Regions from separate parts of the Mus musculus genome. Here region 1 is linked to region 2. Evidence: chromatin contacts called from public promoter capture Hi-C data. All regions are on one chromosome and are shown on one strand. Each heading gives the region's core, a stretch centred on a gene start, on an enhancer-like site or on the middle of the called end of the contact. The rest is flanking DNA. Distances are from core to core; before and after follow the strand shown. Region 1 has its middle 7.3 kb from the start of Gm32486. Region 2 holds the start of Dpysl4 (dihydropyrimidinase-like 4).

Evidence for each region. Promoter capture Hi-C pulls out the DNA fragments that hold promoters and counts their contacts.
Region 1: a contact with region 2 is called in a promoter capture Hi-C map of neural stem cells. The contact joins the enhancer-like site here to the promoter of Dpysl4 in region 2. A contact is called at or near these places in 10 of 39 promoter capture datasets (the 3T3-L1 cell line, cranial neural crest, embryonic stem cells and 5 more), 5 of 15 datasets of contacts at CTCF or cohesin (CD8 T cells, embryonic stem cells, large pre-B cells and 2 more), 22 of 484 Hi-C or Micro-C datasets (ECoMG myeloid progenitors, adipose-derived mesenchymal stem cells, cerebellar granule neurons and 10 more), 14 of 115 datasets of contacts at active chromatin or transcription factors (acute myeloid leukemia, differentiating embryonic stem cells, embryonic forebrain and 6 more) and 3 of 9 other capture datasets (embryonic stem cells, liver and pancreatic islet).

The regions. Positions count from the first base shown.
Region 1 is chr7:139,302,396-139,305,976 of GRCm38.p6, forward strand. No RefSeq gene overlaps it. Among named protein-coding and RNA genes, the nearest start is that of Gm32486, 7.3 kb to the left of the region's middle. Within about 2 kb of position 1,391, at least 26 of the 459 cell types and tissues checked have an H3K27ac peak or open chromatin away from gene starts, as enhancers often do. A contact at or near this core is called in neural stem cells and stem cell-derived neural stem cells, where this site is marked.
Region 2 is chr7:139,084,047-139,087,465 of GRCm38.p6, forward strand. It overlaps Dpysl4 (dihydropyrimidinase-like 4), which reads left to right and starts at 1,955. Exons shown (of 14, transcript NM_011993.4): 1 at 1,955-2,115. The coding sequence starts at 2,077.

The DNA.
Region 1 (3,581 bases), core at 141-2,640, 220 kb after region 2:
CAGCAAGGCCTTCTCATATTGAAAGCCTCGCTGGTAAGCCTGCTCTTACAACAGGCATCCCCTGGTAGGTCCCAGCTCCGGTTTCTCCCCCAGGCTGTGGCCTAGCGCAGCTGCTTGCTGCTGGCTGATGGACAGGGCTGGGGAGGAGGAGTCAGTGTTCTGTAGTCCCTGCAGACAAGGTTTTAGTGGTGGCCTTTTAGCATGGCTAGCCCTTGTCACTTCCCCCTTTATCTGTTCTGGACCTCTCCAGAGGACAACCCCAGGAATAGCTGGCTGAACAAGAGGACAACCCCAGGAATGGCTGGCTATTTCATAGGGTCTGAACAAGGACATTGCCTCCTTCAGGAATGGCTGGCTGAACAAGGACACTGCCCCCCTCAGGGCAGAGGGACCACCCAAACCCAGAAAGAGCCCAATAAGGCCTGTCATGGGTGAGAGAAGTCTGCAAGAATGAGCTATACAGAGGGCATGAATTAGCTACCAATACAAAGTTTCTAGCTTCAGCTGCAGGGAATGATGGAAGCTCACATAAGGACTTGTCCAGGCAAAGACTCAGGAAGTAGAGACTCCTTGACACGATGTAGCATGAGTACCTATCCAGCATAGGACAGATGCCTGGGTCAGTCTGTGATTTAGCTAGGCCAGAGGACACCAGTGATTGGCAGCTCAGAACATCATTGCTGATGAGCAAATGGGGATTGTAGCTCCTATTGTGTCCATGCCCCTGACTGCCTTTGGGTTGTGGGCACAGGCTGGCGATAAGTGGGGTGAGATCAGAAACACATGGCTGACTTACCATAGATGCCAAGATACTTCTCAGGGGGGAATGCCAAGGAGCCCCTGAAGTGTTTACCCTTCCAGGTAACCCACCTTAGTTACAAGGGCCCAAAGCCAGCAGATGGGGTGGTGATGGTGGGGTACCAAGAGGAGTATCTTGAGATGGCAGGTCTAAATGGCATCACTAGACCATGACAGCCACTCCAGTGGGTCACAGAGAATGCCCACAGCTCACAGTCATAATTTAGCCCTGTGATACAGCCCTGCCATCTCGGGGTGTTGCCATTCTCAGCTCTGCCAGCAGAGGGCACCCCACACTTGTGTGAGCAGTTCCAGAATACGTGGTGCTCTAAGGAAACTGCCCAGAGCCAGCAGAACACCGTGCAACTCCATCCAAAAAGCCCTTCTGGCAGCAAACCTGAAGAAACTCATGACTGGTACTCTGAAGTTTACAGTCAAATGTATGCATGACCTGGGATAACCTCAGAAACTTCCTCCCAGACATTTCTCACCAGAGGGCAGGTGCTTTTATATTCACGAAACTGTGAATGAGCTAAGTGTTGGGTTCCGACACTCTATCAGGCAGTCCTGGAATTGACAGGCTGTGTGTGCTCTCTACACCAGCTTGGTTTGGCTTAAGAGTGGTGCAGCTGGAAAGCTATGTCCCATTGTCCTTGGCCCCCTTGCTGGTGCCCACGTGACCACAAACAGAACTGTCTGATCTTGGATATACATAGTGACTGATGACACAGGCTGGCAATGTGCAGCCTGCTTAGTGCTTCTCTGCTCATGTCTGTCTGCCTGTCTGTCTGTCTGTCTGTCTATCTATTCCTTTTGGGGGTTTTGTTGTTCTGTTTCTATTTTTTTGAGACAGGATCTCTTTACATAGTTATCTATGTCTGTCAAGGAATTCTATTTGTAGACCGGCTAGCTTTGAACTCATAGAGATCCACGTATCTCTACTTTCCAAGTCCCAGTATTAAAAGTATGAGCCACCACACCCAGTCCCTCCCTCTTTAAAGACAAGGTCTCACTATATTGTTCCAGCTGGCCTGATACTTTAGAGACCTGCCTGCTTCTACCTCCAGAGTGCTGGGACTAAAGATAGACTTGGACCCTAAATATGTTGCGCGCGCGTGCACACACACACACACACACACACACACACACACGTCAGAGAATAACTTGTGGAAGTCCATTTTCTTCCATCATGTGGGCCCCAGCGATTTACCTCAGGCTGCCAGGCTTAGTAGCAAGAACCTCTACCCTCTGAGACATCTCAACAGCCTATGCCCCTCCTCTTGCATAGTGTCTCTAATAGTGAAAGTGACCAGTGGCCGGGTGGTGGCGGCACACACCCTTAATCCCAGCATTCAGGAGGCAGGGGCAGAGGCAGGGACAGAGGTAGAGGCAGGCAGACCTCTTGAGTTCAAGGTCAGCTATAGATCGACTTCCAGGTCAGCCAAGGCTATACATAGAGAAACTATATCTCAAACAAAACAAAACAAAATGAAGTGAGAGTGAATGGCCTCAGGGTCCTTCCAGGTGGCCTGAGAGCTCACTTGGAGAAGTGAGAGCTATATACTTTGGGATAGTGGCTTGTGTCTGCTTGCAGAGGCCTCCTGAGAGACGCAAGGCTAACTTTTGATGCAGATGCCTCTTGCCTCTGGCTGGCTGGACTGCAGATCTGAATGGGCTCTACCCTCCCTGGGGCCAGTAAGGGGCTCCCTGAGCTGCACTTGACCACAGCTGCAGCTCTGTTAGGTCTCCCACTTTGAACCTGGGAGGCCCACCTAAGAGTGCTAAGAGAAATAATGGCTCCTAGAGTCCTGGCCCCCAGCACTTGAGAGATTCTGCCTGGCCCTAGACATATGGGGTTCCATGTATCTCTCCTCCCACAGATCGGAAGTTGTTTCACTGCAAGTAAAATGGCATCAGGGTCTGGGTCCATACCCCAGGCTAATTTAGCTCTCAGCATCTTCTCTTTATCTTCTTTATTCTTCCTGTCCCACTGGCTAATGTTTCTCCATTTCTGGTCCCCATTTCTGATTGGCTCTCTTGTCTCCCTCCTTCCTCCCTGGTGGCAGCCGTGCCCTCTCCCCTCTCCAGGCTCAGTCTCCAGCAATTGTTTTGCTGCTTGTAAGAGTGCTGAATGATACCAGGTGGATGAATGGATAAGTGGGTGGGTGGGTGGATGGGTGGGTGGAGATAGATAGATAGAGATAGAATGGGTGATGGAAGAATGGGTGCATGGGTGGATGTATATATGGAATGCATGTATGAGTGAATGGATATGAACAAATGGTTGGGTAGATAGATAGATGGATGGGTGGATGTATGAGATGACTAGGTAGAGGGGTAGATGGATGGATGGATGGATGGAGCATCTCATACCAGGCTGGCTTCTGGACTCTTGAGGCAATGCGTGTGGGCAGACTAGACCTTTTGGCCTGAGGATCTCAAAACCTCTGAATCTCCTTCCTTCTTTTGCTGCAGGAAGTCTTGCATGACCCTGCCCAGGTACAGCTGTCTCACACATCTCAGCCTGCTGCCCTGCACTTCACAGCCTGGTTCTTGAGTGTATACATCTCGTGCCTTCTTTAGGATAAGTGAAATCGGGTTACTTAGCTCTTTCTAGAGGGATGGGGAGGCAGCCTCCAAAACCAGGACGGATGGCGGTGCTTCTCCGGGGAGAGCTGAGAATTAGGTTCATTAGGTTGTTTCTAAATTAGTCAGAACATGATTGAGCTCCACGGGCCTCAGGAGTCACGTTCCAGTGTGGAGACCTGGTAGGAGACCCAAAG
Region 2 (3,419 bases), core at 705-3,204:
GTATTTGGACCTCATGCCCACTGGGGAGGGAAGCCCACACCTTATCTGCAGCCTCATCCACAGACACTTAAAGTCATTGGAAGGACAGCCCCTTCAGTCAAAAGACGCTGGCAGTCGCTAGCTGAAGATGGCTACCAGTAAGCTCTATTTCAGTGACTTCATCAAATTCAAGTAGCTTAGGAAAGGAAAAAAAAAAAAACCAACCCTTTGGCACCTTAATAAGAACAGTTGGCTATATCCATTGTAGAAGCTCCCATTCTGATGAGGAGCTGAAATTTTACAGGTGCCTTGGGGGAGGGGGTGTCCAGGGCAGGTGGGAAGAAAGGTGGTATAGTCTAGACTCACTGCCAGGCCCATGACCCCTGTAGAGTGTCACAGCAACTCATTGTCCAGGAATGTGTTCTAAAGGACTGGCTGGGTGGACAATGTGAAGGTGGGGGTCTTTTGTTTAAAATCCATCCATCACTGTAGACTCCACAATGACAACAATTAATGTCCTGTGGGGTTAAGGGGTGTGTCTGAGAACACCTCTGGCTTGTTCCAAATCCTTAACCTCGGCTTTAGAATAGGCTGTCCTTGCTGGTCCTTAGACCCTCTTCTTACATCATGGTCCAGCATGGATGCATCATGGTCCAGCATGGATGCATCATGGTCCAGCATGGATGCATCATGGTCCAGCATGGATGCATCATGGTCCAGCATGGATGCTGCCACAGCACTTGGAGTAGACACCAGCTTCACAGCTCTTGCCCTGCCTTCTGGGAGTGGGGTGGAAGTTGTGTCCTGAGGGCAAGTCGCCAGGGTTCTTCAGGACAGTTGGTGCCTCTGGCCTGGCCCAACGCTTTCAGCACCCTCTGTTTATGGACAGCATCAGTACAGAAAGGCTTATGTGGGCTCCGAGGGGGCCCAAGAGGTTGCAGCACTGCCCCATTCCACATGCAGGCCTCATGCTAGGGGTTGGGGTCACCTGGCTGCAAATATCCTACTCCCACTGTGATAGCCGGCCCTACCCTGCATGTCTGTGAAGCCTCTGGCTGGGCTTAAGCTTGGTGTTTTCTTCTGCTGTGCGGAGGATGTCTTGGAAAATAAGAGCTATCGATGGATGCACCACCCGACAGCCTGAAGAAGTCCTCAGGTTGGTGAGCTACACCAGGAACCACAGGGCCCCCAAAGAGCCAGGCAGAGATGATCCAGCCAACGCAACCTGTCCCTGGGGCCTGCCCAATGTGGCCCCAGTCTGCAGGCCTCAGCAGGTAAAGGAAGTAGGACTCAGGTTTGGGGCAGGAAGCTTGGCTAGCTATCGGTCCTGGTCCCACCTGGATTTCTCTACAGAGTCTCCTCTTCGGTCTTCCCTGGCAGTGTCCAGTCCAGCCCTTTCATCTTTGTCTTGGTTGTTTCTCTCTGCCACTTCAATGACTACCCACCTCCTACCTTAGACTGGTGTGACCTGCCAAGGAACAGTTTGGCCTAGGCATCACCACTCCCTAGTCCCGCGGTCACACCAGGCTAGGGGATTGCGCTCCAACCCGGAACCATTCCTTGAATATGTATGGATTCTGCTAGAGATGCTAGGCTAGATTTTGGCTCCTCCACCTAGATGTGAGAATTAGTTTTGAACCCTGGAGCCTAGGATGCCTCGGGCCACCACAGAACAAGGCTAGGTGCGGCCAGGCTGGCCAGGTAACTCTTCTCCTGTCATTCCCTGATTGCAAACTTCATAAGTGATGGTCCTGACAGGTCGTAAGTCATCCTTCTCTACTCCGCACAGGTGGACCGGGGTGCAGTGGTCCCAGCCTGTGGCCTCCAGGATGCTCTTGGGGAAGGGAGGGAGAGAGGGAAGGAAAAGAAAAGGAAAAGGGAAAGATTTCCAAGCAAACCAGCACAAACGGGAGCAAGGGGGAGGGGCCCGGATGCAAATGACGGTCGGTGGGCGGGGCCTGGATGCAAATAAGCTAATCGGAGCCCAGAGCCGGGCTAGCTCACACTCGGACTTCCTAAGCTCCGCGCGTGTCCTCGTCGGTACGTCCACGCCCGCGCAGCCCCTACCGAGGACACTCAGCCCGCCCGTGTATCAGGATGTCCTTCCAAGGCAAGAAGAGCATTCCCCGGATAACGGTGAGTCGGGCCCCCGCCCTCGCTGCGTCTGCGCCCCTTGCCCACGGCGGGAGTGGCTTGGCTTGCACGCTCAACGGACGACCCTCCCGGCCCTGTCCGTGAGTCCCACACCTGCTCCAGTCCCCAGCCCAGCGCCACCTTTTCTGCCCTCTCCTTCGCGCGCCGCCAGCAGCGGAGAGAGCTCTCCAGGCCGCGCGGAACCCTTTGCGCAGTCGGCGCACAGGCCCGCGGCCCCGCCAGCTCTCCGGAATCCGGTGATCCGCTTGGAGAGGCCGGGTACGCGAGCGGCCTGCTAGCCGGAGCATAGGTGGCCGGCCTCCTGCTGGGTCTAGCGTGTGGCGGATGGGGTTCAAGTGGACATTGCCTGGAGCTCTGTCTCCAGGACGCCCGGCGGACACAGCCTTTGTTGGCCCCGGGGCCTCAAGGCACTCGGACGTCCGAAGCTGCTCCCAGAGCAGCCCGTGGCCGTCTACCCCCTGGGCGCGCCGCTTTCGTGTCTCTAGCGCTTTGTCCGAGACAAAGCGATTTAGCCCTGGCTAGTAGATCTGATGTCCCTGGAGGCCCCGAGCCCCTGCACGAAGCCGGGTTCGGAGACTCCACGGAGAGGTGAGTACTAACTGACCACTGAAACCAACATCCCTACAGAGCCCCCTTTCAGAACAGACCTCCTCAATACAGACACGCAGAAAGTGAGAGGTCAGTGTGTCCACCCTGCCGGCCAGGAAACAAAGCCTTCCCAATGGGGCTGCTGGAAGCCTCGGGGGAAGGGAAAGGGAGCTGGGATCAGCTGGACCAGGTCGCGGGCTCCGGGAGGTCTTTAAAAAGCTCTAGACTTGTTCTCATCATAAGAGCTCTGGAGTCTAATCAGGCTGTTGGAGAGGTCAGCTCCCTAGCCTTCTACGGGGAGTCCTCTTCTCCTATTAGAGGAACCAAAAGTAGTTCCTGCCTTTTGGCTGCCTACTGTTCCTAGGGGTCCAGGCCTGAGGGAAAAGTCCCACCAGCTAGCTGGCAGTGAGTAGAGATGGAGGTAGCAGTCTCCTGCCTAGTCAAGCAGTGTTCATGAAAAGAGAGAGGGCTCACTGGAATTCCCATTCATCTAGATAGTGTATATCACAGTATTGCTTGCTCCCCCAAATCCGGGGAACCCCAGAGTGCAAATTCTGGTGCCTGAAAATAGGAGTCTAAATAAGGACCCCCAGAACTCAAGATTTCTGGCTCAGAGATTCCTCCTAAGGGCTGAGTTATCCTAGATTTTTCTGATAATGGCTAGGCAGAGAGGGGAAGAGGAGGGGTGTGGTCCTGAG